2 separate regions of the Mus musculus genome follow, and region 1 is linked to region 2. Evidence: chromatin contacts called from public promoter capture Hi-C data. All regions are on one chromosome and are shown on one strand. The core of a region is the stretch at or near the end of the contact, and the rest is flanking DNA. Distances in the headings are between cores, read along the strand shown. Region 1 overlaps Zcchc24 (zinc finger, CCHC domain containing 24). Region 2 has its middle 17 kb from the start of Gm32379.

Region 1 (5,746 bases), core at 1,860-4,359, 490 kb after region 2:
GTTTGCAGACACTTGTGTCCCAGAGGAGGCTCAGATGAAATTTCTGGGCTGGCAAGAACCAAGGCAGGGTTCTTAGACCCAGAGCCCATGGCAGATACGTTGCTTGATCCACAGAGAGGTCTGGGCAACTGCCCCCTGAATGCAGATTAGAAACCTCCCAAATCTAGCCCAGAGTAAATTCAGGACAGGGGTGCAAAGGCATCTACCAGATGAAGAAACTGAGTCTCAGTCAAGAGAAGCCCCAACTCACATCTGTCCCTTCAATCCAGTGGCTTTGGGAGTCACTTACCCTGGACATAGCTACATTTCAGCCCCAGAGACAACAGGGCTCTTAGTTCCATAAAGCCAATCTGGGGTCTGGGGTCAACCCCAGCCAATTCCTGGCTTAGTGCCTGCCCATTTATCGAATGACTACATGAACTCGTTTTCTAACAGAGAAACTGAGGCCCAGGGAAAGGAGGTGACTTAGGCCTACTGTGCCACTTTAGCGTGATCCTTGTCTGTAAAGCATGTTGTCACACTGCTCATTTGCAAAGTTTGGAGAAACCCCAAGGGATACTGGCTAATGGTAACCTGGGCAGCATTAGGCACACACAAGTACCCCTCTAAAACTTGCATGTGCTAAGTGTGTGTTCACATGTATACATGTGTTGCTTCAGCTTGAGTGTGGAGGTCAGAGGACAACTTGGAGGAGCCCGTTCTCTTCTGCCATGTGAGTCCTTGGGATCAAACTCAGGTCATCAATGTTGGTGGCAAAGTCCCTTTTCCCTTGAGGCACCTCACCAGCCCTCAACCATTTTTTTGTACTTTGGATGGCTTGGGGTTCTTGGCTTCCTCTCCCTCCCTGACCTACCCATAATAGCCAGCCAAAGACCTGTAAACATCGCAAAGATCACGAGGAGTGGCTCTGTAGTGGACAGTATTTCAGTTGGCTACAAAGACTATTCTCCTTCCAAGCCCAGAATGACACCATGGCAACAGAAGGGTCCTCTACTCAGACTCAGAGGCTCAGAGGAAGCTGGTCAGGGCCAGCTGGGAGCCATCTGCCAAGAAGAGGGGAGCAGAAACTATAGGCTGACATGGGGTTGGGGCAAAGACCCTTGGATACCAGTGACATGCCCAGGATGGTCAGGGAAGGGCAGCTGATATGGACGCAGTCCACTGTGTAGACTGTTAATTACTCAAGAGTACCAGCTGCTTTTCTGCCTTGACCAGGCCTTGACCCAAGCTGACATTCAGGGCAGTTAGGCAAATGGCTAGAGTGTTCTAAATGGTGAAGGTTTAGGCAGCAAGTGGCCAGAGTTCTACCTCTTAGCTGCCCTAGAAGGGGGTATCCCATAACTCAGCCTTTTAAGTTTTAGCTACAGAGGAAAGGCCTGGAAGAAGGAGAGCCTGGGTTTGGAACTGGGGGCCTTTCAGAGGACTGGCCTCATCCCTCCTATTCTGTCCCAGCAGGGGAGAGGAGAAAGAGCTTGACTTCCTGGCAGACCAAGTCCCAGAGGGCAGCTTACCCTCCATTCACTGTGTGGCCATGGCCTGGCCACCTGACTTCTATGAGTCCGCAAACCAAGTAAAGACAAAGGCTAGATGGAAAAACACCCCTTCTGATGTCGTTGAGTTTGAAAATTAATGGGAGGGGGACAGTGATACAGGGTCACTCAGAGTAGGAGGTGCTAAGCCACCCCCTGCTGGTCCAAGGGTCCCAGAAACAGAGCAGCACAGATCTCTCCATTTGGGTTTGCATGCCTCCAGGGCGGGGTCATTGTATGTTCTATATGAAGAACTCCATCTTGAGCTGGAATCTGGTCCCTACGCTTTCATCTTGGATGTTCCCAGCACCCAGGGCCTCCTCCCATGCTCTCTGCTCAGGATGGTGACTAGTGGAGCATGTTATCTACCCCAGGCCAAACCCAAGCTGTCTAGTCAGTTTCCACGGCTCCCCTCAGCTCTTCCCAGGCCCTCCACGAGCCAGCTTTCTAGTAGGGGATAGAGGGACAAGAGTGGGCTAGTCTACACTGTCTCTGCTCCTCCTTTTGTATGGCTAGGCACTGCCATGGAACTCAGGCTGACTCAAGGGGACAGCTTCCATAAGACTGGTGTTTTACCACAGATGAGGAAACCATAAGCCATTTAAAAGTCTTACCCAGAGTACTCCAGAGAGGAAACAGTGAACCCCAAGCCCCATACTCTCAGGCATGCTGCCTGTCCTCCTCCCAGAGCTCTAGATCTCATGCTCTCTCCTAGCCTGTTCCAGGTCCCTGGCTTTCGGTCCCTGGGGCGGCATCCTCCTTTGCGGCCGCTTCCACCCTTGTGGTCCTGAGAACTCGCTTGCACTGCTCTGCCCACCCTGCCAGGCACTGCTGTCCTGGTTTCTATGCCAGGGGCTGACAGAGATCCAGAGCTCCCACGGGTAAGGGCAGAGCCAATGAGGAGAGCTGAGAGGCTTGCAGAGTGTTCTGGAAAACTGCTCTGCCCATGTCTCTGCAGTGTGTCCACAGCTCGTAGTATCACACGTCAGACAGCTTTGAACACCACCTCTGCCATCCATTGGCTGATGGCTGCTACCTCAGCTCATCTTTCTACAGCCTGAGCTAGCAGGTTAGTGACAGGTGTCATCTAGGCTTAGCTGTGTGTGTGTGTGTGTGTGCACGTGTGTACTAGACAGTAAATGATTCTATAACTACCGAGCTCCACAAAGACTTCATAATGTCTGTGTGGACAGTCAGCAAGTAATTTAGCATCTCTTTGCATGATTGTTCTCCTTCATAAAATATACGTAATAGAAGTCCTGTTTCATGGGGTTGTGGTTAGAAGGGTACCTGGCTCATGGGGAACTGTCCATACATTAGTATTAATATTGAATATTATCAGTAATGTTTTGAAAGGGCAGGACCACCATCAGCTGAATCCTTGGGAAATACTCTTGGCCTACACTGGCCGGCCCAAGCCTGAGGTTCCTTAAAACTGTTTTTCTCCTTGGCCTTGGTCAATGTGGATTCTAGCCAGCTGCTAAGACTTACTCAGCCTGCAGCCTCAAGTTGCCAGTGGGGAGCTTGGGGGAGCTGTCAGGATGACTCCCCTCCGTGGAAGGAAACACCCAGCAGCTGGGACTGATCTGTGAACTGCCCCACCCCACCCCCAGCCCCCAGCAGGGGAGCAAAGCCCGTGTGTTTTCCTCTCTTCTGGGGTGGGAGGGGGGCTGGGTTGTCTGGGGGAGACACAGTTGGAGTCTGACAGGAAACAGATGTAGTGGGGGCAGGGTTTCTCAGAGGAGTGAGGTGGCCCAGGTCAGCACTGGGGGAGGGGCAAGAGGACAGGCTCCACTCCCTCACAAGGAGAGCAAGGGGGAGGTATTCCCAAATCTCAAGCCAAAGAAAGGAACACAAGGACCCAGGAACCCAGAACGTGGCTGGTGTGTGTGCTGCAGGGTGCGATTGTTCAAAACCTATTGCCTTTGTGTACCTCAATCTTCCCAAAGCACACAGTAGGTGCTCAACAAATACTGGCTGGATGATGGTGAGTGGGAAGCATGGAGCTTCGAGCTCTTGAAAGATTCATCTAGATTGGGCTCTTCTGTGTAGAGCCAGGCTGGCAGGTCAGCAGGCTACACTTAGGCTATGCTGGTAGGATGTGGGATGGAGGAAGGCAGGGAAAGCCATCAGGGACCGAGGGGTATCTTGGCAAGATGGAAGGGACCCCATACTTAGCCTGTCCTGCCAGACACTGGCCCACACAGAAAAACTGCCACGTGTCCAGTTCCTCTGCCTCTGAGTGTGCGAACTGGTTCTGCCTTTCTGTCTAGGTCATAAGACAGTCTGTGAGTCCCCCAGACCTGCAGCCCAGATCCTCGGAACCCAGACACTAGAAGACTTGTAGAAACTGAGCTGTCCTAATTCCCTGTCCTCCCAGTCATCCACCATGGCTTACCCTTCCTGCCTACCCCACCCACACACCTCAGCTTCAGGTTCCAGAGTAGAGAGCCAGTGAAGCCTCAGAAGGGGGAAAGAATCACCCTGCAGGGAGCCTGAAAGAGCGCCCTGCGACTTCCCCCAGCCCCACCCACTGCAGGCTGCTCAGTCCCACAGCTAGCTCCACCCCTACCCAGGCCCCGCCTACCCACCTGCTTGTGCGGGTACACGTTGATGTGGCACTTGATGCACTCCTGCCCCATGTTGGCCCAAGAGTTCCCACTCATCCATTTTCTCTTGCATTTGGGGCACTTGTACTCGCCAAAGCAGCGCTTCTTGCCTTGGTACGGCGTCAGACCCTCACCTTTGGGGCGTGCCTGGAGAGACAGGAAGTAAATACAGGAAAATGAGGGCTCAGCCTTCAGCTCTCATGGCCTGCATCCCATCCCCATACTTGCTTTACGGTGTGCTGGGAATCAAACCCAGGACCTCGTGCAGACTGGACAAGCCCTCTACCCACTGAGCTACAACTCCAACCCAACTAAGCTTGGCGTTTCTGTCACGACGGCCAGCACCAGTAGCTACTGTATTCTCCTTCAGGGCTGCACGGTGGCAGAATTCATGCAAGTTCGTCGTGTGCTACAATGAGTGCTTGGTACACGTGTATACATGCCTGTATACATGCCTGTGAGTGGATTTGTAGAGTAAATTTCCAGAAGTGAAACTCCTGAGGCAAAGGTTATGAGCGCCATTTTTTAGCGATAAGACCTATTGCCGCTGCCTCAACTCCCACAATGCTTCACCAGTTTCGTGTTCCGGACCCTCTGGAGTAGAGTCCCAGAAACAACTCATAAGCTTTAAACTGTGCACAGTTCTGAGGAACAAGATGAGAGCCACATGCCTGAAGCATCAGAGGTCTCATTGCTCCGTGAGTCCATAGTATATACGCTACCCGCTACCTGCTCATTAGTTCTTCAGTGACTGCCTGATACTGATGAATGGTACCATCTACAGTGCTTATGTTCAAGTGGCTCTCATTTTACATACGAATTGACCTGAAGCACAGGTCAACCCATATTCCAAGGAGGTGTTGTAAAGTGCTTCTCTTACCTGAAAGGGGGAAATCTACCAATACCATGAAGGTCCAAGTTGCTAAAAATGTGTGTTGAGAACCAAGCCTCTGCTGGGAAATCTAAGAGAGATTCATGCTAGTTTTTTTTTCTTTATAATTATTATACATAAGTACACTATAGCTGTCTTCAGACATACCAGAAGAGGATTACAGGTAGTTGTGAGCCACCATGGTTGCTGGGATTTGAACTCAGGACCTTTGGAAGAGCAGTCAGTGCTCTTACCTGCTGAGCCATCTTGCCAGTCCCTCATGCTAGTTTTGATCTTGCCATTGTATCCCCTAGTTCCAGCCCCAGAGCAGGCATCTTGAAATGTACCTTTCTCCATGAGGGGAGACTATAGTATCACTAATCTAAAAGGTATGAGATTCTCTCAGAGCAGGTTTGACAGACATCTTTCATAACGAGCAAGAGGCATCTTTGCATGTATTTAAGAATGATTTGCTAGTGTACTCACATGCATAAAATAAATAAATAAGTCTTAAAAACAAAAGAATGGCTTGCTCATATTCCTCAGAGTATTTTCTGTGCACGTTTTAAAATATTTTCTATGCACATGCATGCAGGTGCCTGCTGCAGTCAGAAGAGGGTGTCAGATCACCTGGAGCTGGAGTTACAGGCAGCTGAGAGCCAATCAATATGGGTACTTGGAACTGTACTCTGTTCCTCTGAAACAGCTGCAGAAGGGCTTACCACTGAGCCATCTTT
Region 2 (5,927 bases), core at 2,730-5,229:
TTTGGGTGGAAGTAAACCCTCAGATTCTGACCAAGCAGCAACCAATCATACAAATATTGGTCTCTTCTCAACAGGACGGTTAAGGGCCCCCAGAAAGGTAGAGAGGGGTCCACCTTGGATTAAGGAGACCTGAGGATCCAGCCCTTGTCAGGGATAACTTCAACATTGCACTGAAACTTCTCTGGGCAGAAATAGGAGGCTGCATGGACTCTGGGAGAAATGGATGCTAAAGGGGGTGGGACCTTCCTCTGTAGGACAGTCTCAGGGGCAGAGCCTGCCCTTCTGGGTCTCCTAGCATCTATGATGTCTGTTGCCATTCACAAGAGCTTGGAGGAATGTCAGCTCCCTTGCTTTGTGATATCCAGACCCTAGCAGATGGGGTGAGCTCCCCCAACCCAGGCCCTCTGTCAGTCACCCTCACAGGTTGTTCTGTGGCAGGGAACACGGCTCCCTCTGGTCCCTCCCCTGGAGCTCATATGCACGGCTGTGGAGTGACAGGGCTGAGGACCAGAAGGAGCGAGCTCCCTAAAAGCTTTCTTGGCTGAAGAGCAAGAGACAGGCTGGGCTGTCCCCACAGGCAGCCCTCATCTGTTCCCAAATTCGGGCATCCCCAGAGAGCATCAGGAAGGGCTTGGAGGAGTGGAGATGCAGACTGACTGACAGAAGAACAAATCCTGAAACTCCAGCCCCTGTGCCTGGCTAGGCAGGGGCCTCCAGACCTCACATGGCTGCCTGCCACCTCCTGAGCAAAACACAATTTCACGACTCTTTGGGGGATAAAGGATTTTATTTACCTCTTTTCAAAAGCTTCAGAATTCTTCCTGAACATCAAATAACTCCTGGCAAACACATCCTGATGAGTAACACGAAGTGAAATAGAACCAGATGGGCTGACTCGCTCTGGGCTTGCGCGGGAGGGGGAAGGGCGGATCTCACTCACAGAGAGGCTGGGCTGTGGGCCACAGGAAGTGCATCAGGAGGGGGGCACAGCCTTCCAAGCAGGGAGGGGACAAAGTCCCCTGGACTTTGCCGGAGATGGAGTCACACTGCCTGCCATCTGGCTTTGTTGGGAAGAGAAAAGAAATGGGGTTTCCGGCAGCCTGTTGGTGGCACCCCAGCAGTGTGGATCATGCCAAGCCTGGCATCTATGGCACTTGGGACCCAGGGGACTCTGAGACATAAGCTCCTGTGATAGGGAGATTGGATGGCCAGTGTATTTAGAATCCTCTAAGAACCTCCTGAGGACTCCGCGAATTATCCAAACAAGAGTGCTCTCTCTCTCTCTCTCTCTCTCTCTCTCTCTCTCTCTCTCTCTCTCTCTCTCTCTCTCTTGATTTGGTTCCACTCAGCTGAAACACACCATTTCCCAGCCTCTTTTCAAGAGGAAGCACTGTAGCAGCCCTGACCAGTGGGAAGCAGCTAGTGTCTAAGCCACTCCTTCCTTGTGCCATCCTTGACCTCCAGGAGGGAGGCTACAGCTGGAGCTGGAGTTCCACGGATGAGATGAGCAAGTCTGGTGGGGCAGGGAGCCTGAACCGCACATGCTCTGTGGAGCCACTGACTTATCCTTGAACATCTCTGGCCTTGTGCCTATCCGTGAGGATGTGCTGCTGTGGGGTTAGGCAGACGATATTAGGGTTCTCTGGATCCTGACACCAGACCAGTGGCTCCAGTCCCAGGGAAGCAGTCCTAGCAATCCAGACTGCATCAACTAATCTCTTATGCTCCAGAGACTCCCATGCCTCATGTAGCTGTCCCAGTTGCCTTAGGGGTCTCCTGCCCAACTCCTTCAGGAGGCTCTTGCCACTTCCACGGCAGCAGAGGCCACTAGCCCCAGTGTTCAGCCTGCCGCGCCCCCCCCCCCCCCGTGACCTCTCCAGACGGTAGCCTGTCTTTTAAGAGCAGAATGTTAAAACTGAGGGTACCGACCCTCTAGCTTATCTGGGTGTGGTCATCTTAACATGGGGTTAGATAAAATGAAACTTGTGTGTGGCAAACCAGGCCATGTTAGTCACCCAGGGTGGTAAGAGAGCCACATGGGAACTTGGAAAGCTTATCCATTGATTTTTTTTTTCTGGCATGGACTTTAACGGCAGGATCTCTTAGATGACAAACATCTGAAGCAGAACTTTTACATGTAAGGCAGACTCTGACGGGCCTCTTCTGGGAAGTCCTGGAGATTCTGCAGAGCACTGTTGGAAGTCACCGTGGCTGAAAGCAAAGGAAAATGCAGACAGCTAGCAAGCTGGGCAGAGCTGGGAACAGCAGCAGAGTTTGACTGCTAGTGGTTCCCAGCTCCTCCACACCAAAGGCCCCAATATTGGACACATGCGCTTCTTCCAGCAGATTCTTAATTGGGGCTCCAGGCCATCCATAGGCGAGGCTTCCAACCTGCAGCCCCGGCTTCCTCTCTCTGGCACTGTGTCAGTCTCCAGCCACTGCTCATGCTGCTCACCTTCCACACAACTTTCTCAGAGACTGGCCTAACTTTCCTGAAGGAACATGTCCCCTGACCCATTGCTATAGTATGTTCAAGCTCATATTTCCAAACCCCAGTCTGACCCTCAGTCTCTCTCCCCAAACTTTCATCTTCCCACAGACACTGCCCCACTGTGCCCCTACTTCTCCTCTGAGCCTGTGCTTGTGGCCCTGTGTGATGCTGAGACCATGTTAAGCTTTTGTGGCTCCGTCCCCTGCTCTCTTTGTCCCACCCCGCAGTCCTCCTCCAAGGCCTAACTCATCCTGCCTTTTCTCTGGAGCCATCCTTGGTGCCTTTACTCCAGGGAGTCTGGAGGGCAGTCAGTGCTGTATCCCGCAGGCTTTACCGTGTCTGCACGCATCCGGCTTGCAGTGTGCGTGTGGTGTACTTGAAGGAAGAGAGAGATCCATTTCCTGCGCATAAGATGCACACTCTATTTACTTGGATAAAAGAGACTGGTTAGCGCACATGTGTCCTGTTTTGCTAACTGTGCTCCCACACTCCTCATTTAACAGTAGCCTGTGTTCCTTCTGGAATTTGCCTCTTCCCCGCTGTGTGTGGTCTTGGTGGAGGGGAATTCTAGGCTTCTGCCTCCCATTATGAAAGCCAAAGGTCCAACTCCAGGCTCCTAGATCCCAGGGGGAGCAGGAACGTGCCTCGACCTCTCTTCTGGGAACACACATCTGCTGAGAGTCATTCAGAGTGTCAGCCAAGCTTCTGGGTTGCCAGCGACAGACTCCTGCTTGGTCAGTTTGAAGCAGCCAGGGATTTATTCCATAGAAGGTGAGGAAGATCACAGGCCTGGTGGATAGACTGGCAGATGGGCAGCGGCAAGACAGCCAGGGCACAGCTGGGCTCTTAGCCGAATAGTCCTCAGGACACCAATCCATGTGGTCACTACATGCAGGATGCCACCTTGCTTCCCATGCTGAGCACACAGCACGGATCTTCTTCCAACTGGTCATTGCTGCTGCTGCTGCTGCTGCTGCCTTAGCGTCCTGCCATCTCCAAGAAGAGCCTTGACAGTGTTCTACAACACTGCCTGCTACTCGTTTTCCCAGGTGACATGTAACTGACCCGCTGATACATATATGTCTGTGCCCTTCCTCAAAGGATGTACAGACCTTGTGTTACAGAGTCCTACAAAGGATGCTAGGATCGACAGTTCCGTCCACAGTGGAAGCATGACTTCACCACTTCCCTCACTTTAAGGCAGGGAATTCAACAAGCCTAGAAAAGAGGAATCCTCGGTTGACAGACAAGCAAGAAGAATGGGAAAAAAAAAAAAAAAGAAAGACACTGAATCCAGAGACTAAGCTGGAGGTCACCGTCTCAACCTCAGCAGCATGAAGACCAGATGTTCCCTTCTGTATGTGATGGTCACAGCTCCTGAGCTAGGTGATCAGAAAGGCCCAGGCTTCTGCCTTCCCAGAGTCTGCTTCTCTAGGTTCCTGTCACTTCTCCAAGCTCTCGACATCCTGCCAATAAATTCCTTTTTGCTGAAGTTAACCAGTGTTAGTGTCTGCCGCCTGCAGCCCAGCAATGCTGAGCGAAAGCATGAGTAAATATGGGTACTCACTGCTTATAAAACGCCAGGCCTCCCGATGGGCTGCAGGCCCATTGACCCCTCCCCAGCACCTTCTCCCTGGGGAAGCCAGGGGGGCCAACTGGCTGTGGGGATCCTGTGGGGATGCCTGTCAGGCTTCAGTCCAGAGCAGGGAGCCCCAGGAAGTACCACCATAGATAAAACTCAGTTGATTGTACTTCAGTGTCTTCCCTTTTAAGCCAGGTCATTAGGGTACATGCTACCAGGACAGAAAAAGCATTTCTAATTAAACTACAACACCATACACAAAAGGCTGAATGGAAAGCCACACTTCCACCACTGAATTCAGATGTGAAGATGTGTAGACCAGAAGAGATGCACCATGGTAAAAAAAATAATAATAATTAAAAAATAAAATAAGAGTTCGCTTATTCTGCCCCAGCCAGGAGACACTCAACCACCCAGAAGCCTTGCCTAGGTGACTTAATTCATTGCTAATTTCCCTCCGTAATTTCTGGAGATTGAAATATAATTACCATATTTTCTGGTTGAACAGACTGAAGAATACATGGGTCAGATTGTTTCCCCTGAGTTACAAATCAGTGAGGGATAGGCATGGAATTCAGAGATTCTTTACATACAGCTTTCTCTCTTCCCACTGATTCCATAACATCCCGTGTATTTCTGATACCCAAATAGGTTCCCCCAACCCCTCTGCTTCACTTAACTGTCATGTTGACTCTGGTAGAGCCTCTCTGCAATTCCTAGAGAGGCTGAGACAGGATCACCAAAAGTGCAAGACCTTCATGAGCAGCAGAGTGAGTTCAAGGCCAACCTGGGCTACTCAGTAGGACCCTGTCTCAAAATAATAATTTTTAAAAAGGTCAAGGGTATATCTCGTATCTCAGAGGTAAAGCTCTTGCCTAACATGTGCTGGGCCTCTGGTCCCATGCTCTGTACCTTACTTTGCTGGCCCAGCACCTGCTTGGGGAGCCCTCCCTCTCAGCAAGCATGCATGTTTCCTATTCTTTGTGACTACTGAGGTCCAGAAGGAACACAGGCCTCCCACTGGCCTCCACCGCCATAGACGTTACCATTGTCTCCATTTCTGTTAGCTTATCTGGTTGGTGGGCTGATTTTTGATGGAGAGGTTTTAGTAACAAAGCATGTACCACCCACCGTGTTTGTGTGGTTCTGGGGCCTCTCGCCAGCATCGCCAGCCCCACTTCCGTTTCTGAGTCTCACTGACAAGATTGGGATAAGCAACTTTGCCCAGCTCTGCCTGATCCTCTGCATAAGCTGAACACAGAGAAATGAAGTTAGCTGCCATTAAAATGGCTGAGCTAGGTCCCCACCAACGCTACCACCGGCATGTGCATGCATAATAGTAATGAATAACAATACTGTATGGAAGTGGTTATCTGCTAGGGACTTAGATCCCAGATCCCCCAGCACCAGGTTTCACTATGTTTCAAAGCTCTGGATGCTGGGGACACCTCTGCCCAGCTGGCCACATTGCTCATGGGTAACTATAAAAGTGGCATAGTGTGTCAACAAAAGCTATGAGGGTACAAGTAAAGGCATCCACTGTCCAGTGTACCTGGCACATTAGGAGGAGCAAAAGTTGCTGTGGATCTTCTTAGAGGTTTTGCTGAACAAGCAACTTCTTTATAGTAATCCCCAGTGAAGGAAGGAGGAGTCTCAGGGGAGCAGCCCTTACCTGAACCAACTTCAAATGTTCGTGACACAAGGCCAGAAATGATGAAAGTCACAAACAAGACCAGAGACATTGTAAAGTTAAAAATAAGAGAGGTTTCTTTGAACTTATAGTTCTTGTCCAAGGTCAAAAGCTCAAGTCTGATAATTGGCCTTCTCTCTGGCAAAATCTTAGAGATGTGTAGG

What was found. Capture Hi-C pulls out chosen DNA fragments and counts their contacts.
Region 1: a contact with region 2 is called in a promoter capture Hi-C map of adipose tissue. The contact joins two enhancer-like sites. A contact is called at or near these places in 1 of 39 promoter capture datasets (the 3T3-L1 cell line) and 1 of 9 other capture datasets (adipose tissue).

The regions. Positions count from the first base shown.
Region 1 is chr14:25,715,507-25,721,252 of GRCm38.p6, forward strand. It overlaps Zcchc24 (zinc finger, CCHC domain containing 24), which reads right to left. Exons shown (of 4, transcript NM_001101433.2): 3 at 4,121-4,285. Among named protein-coding and RNA genes, the nearest start is that of Ppifos, 17 kb to the left of the region's middle. Within about 2 kb of position 3,110, at least 89 of the 459 cell types and tissues checked have an H3K27ac peak or open chromatin away from gene starts, as enhancers often do. A contact at or near this core is called in adipose tissue, where this site is marked.
Region 2 is chr14:25,225,777-25,231,703 of GRCm38.p6, forward strand. No RefSeq gene overlaps it. Among named protein-coding and RNA genes, the nearest start is that of Gm32379, 17 kb to the left of the region's middle. Within about 2 kb of position 3,980, at least 30 of the 459 cell types and tissues checked have an H3K27ac peak or open chromatin away from gene starts, as enhancers often do. A contact at or near this core is called in adipose tissue, where this site is marked.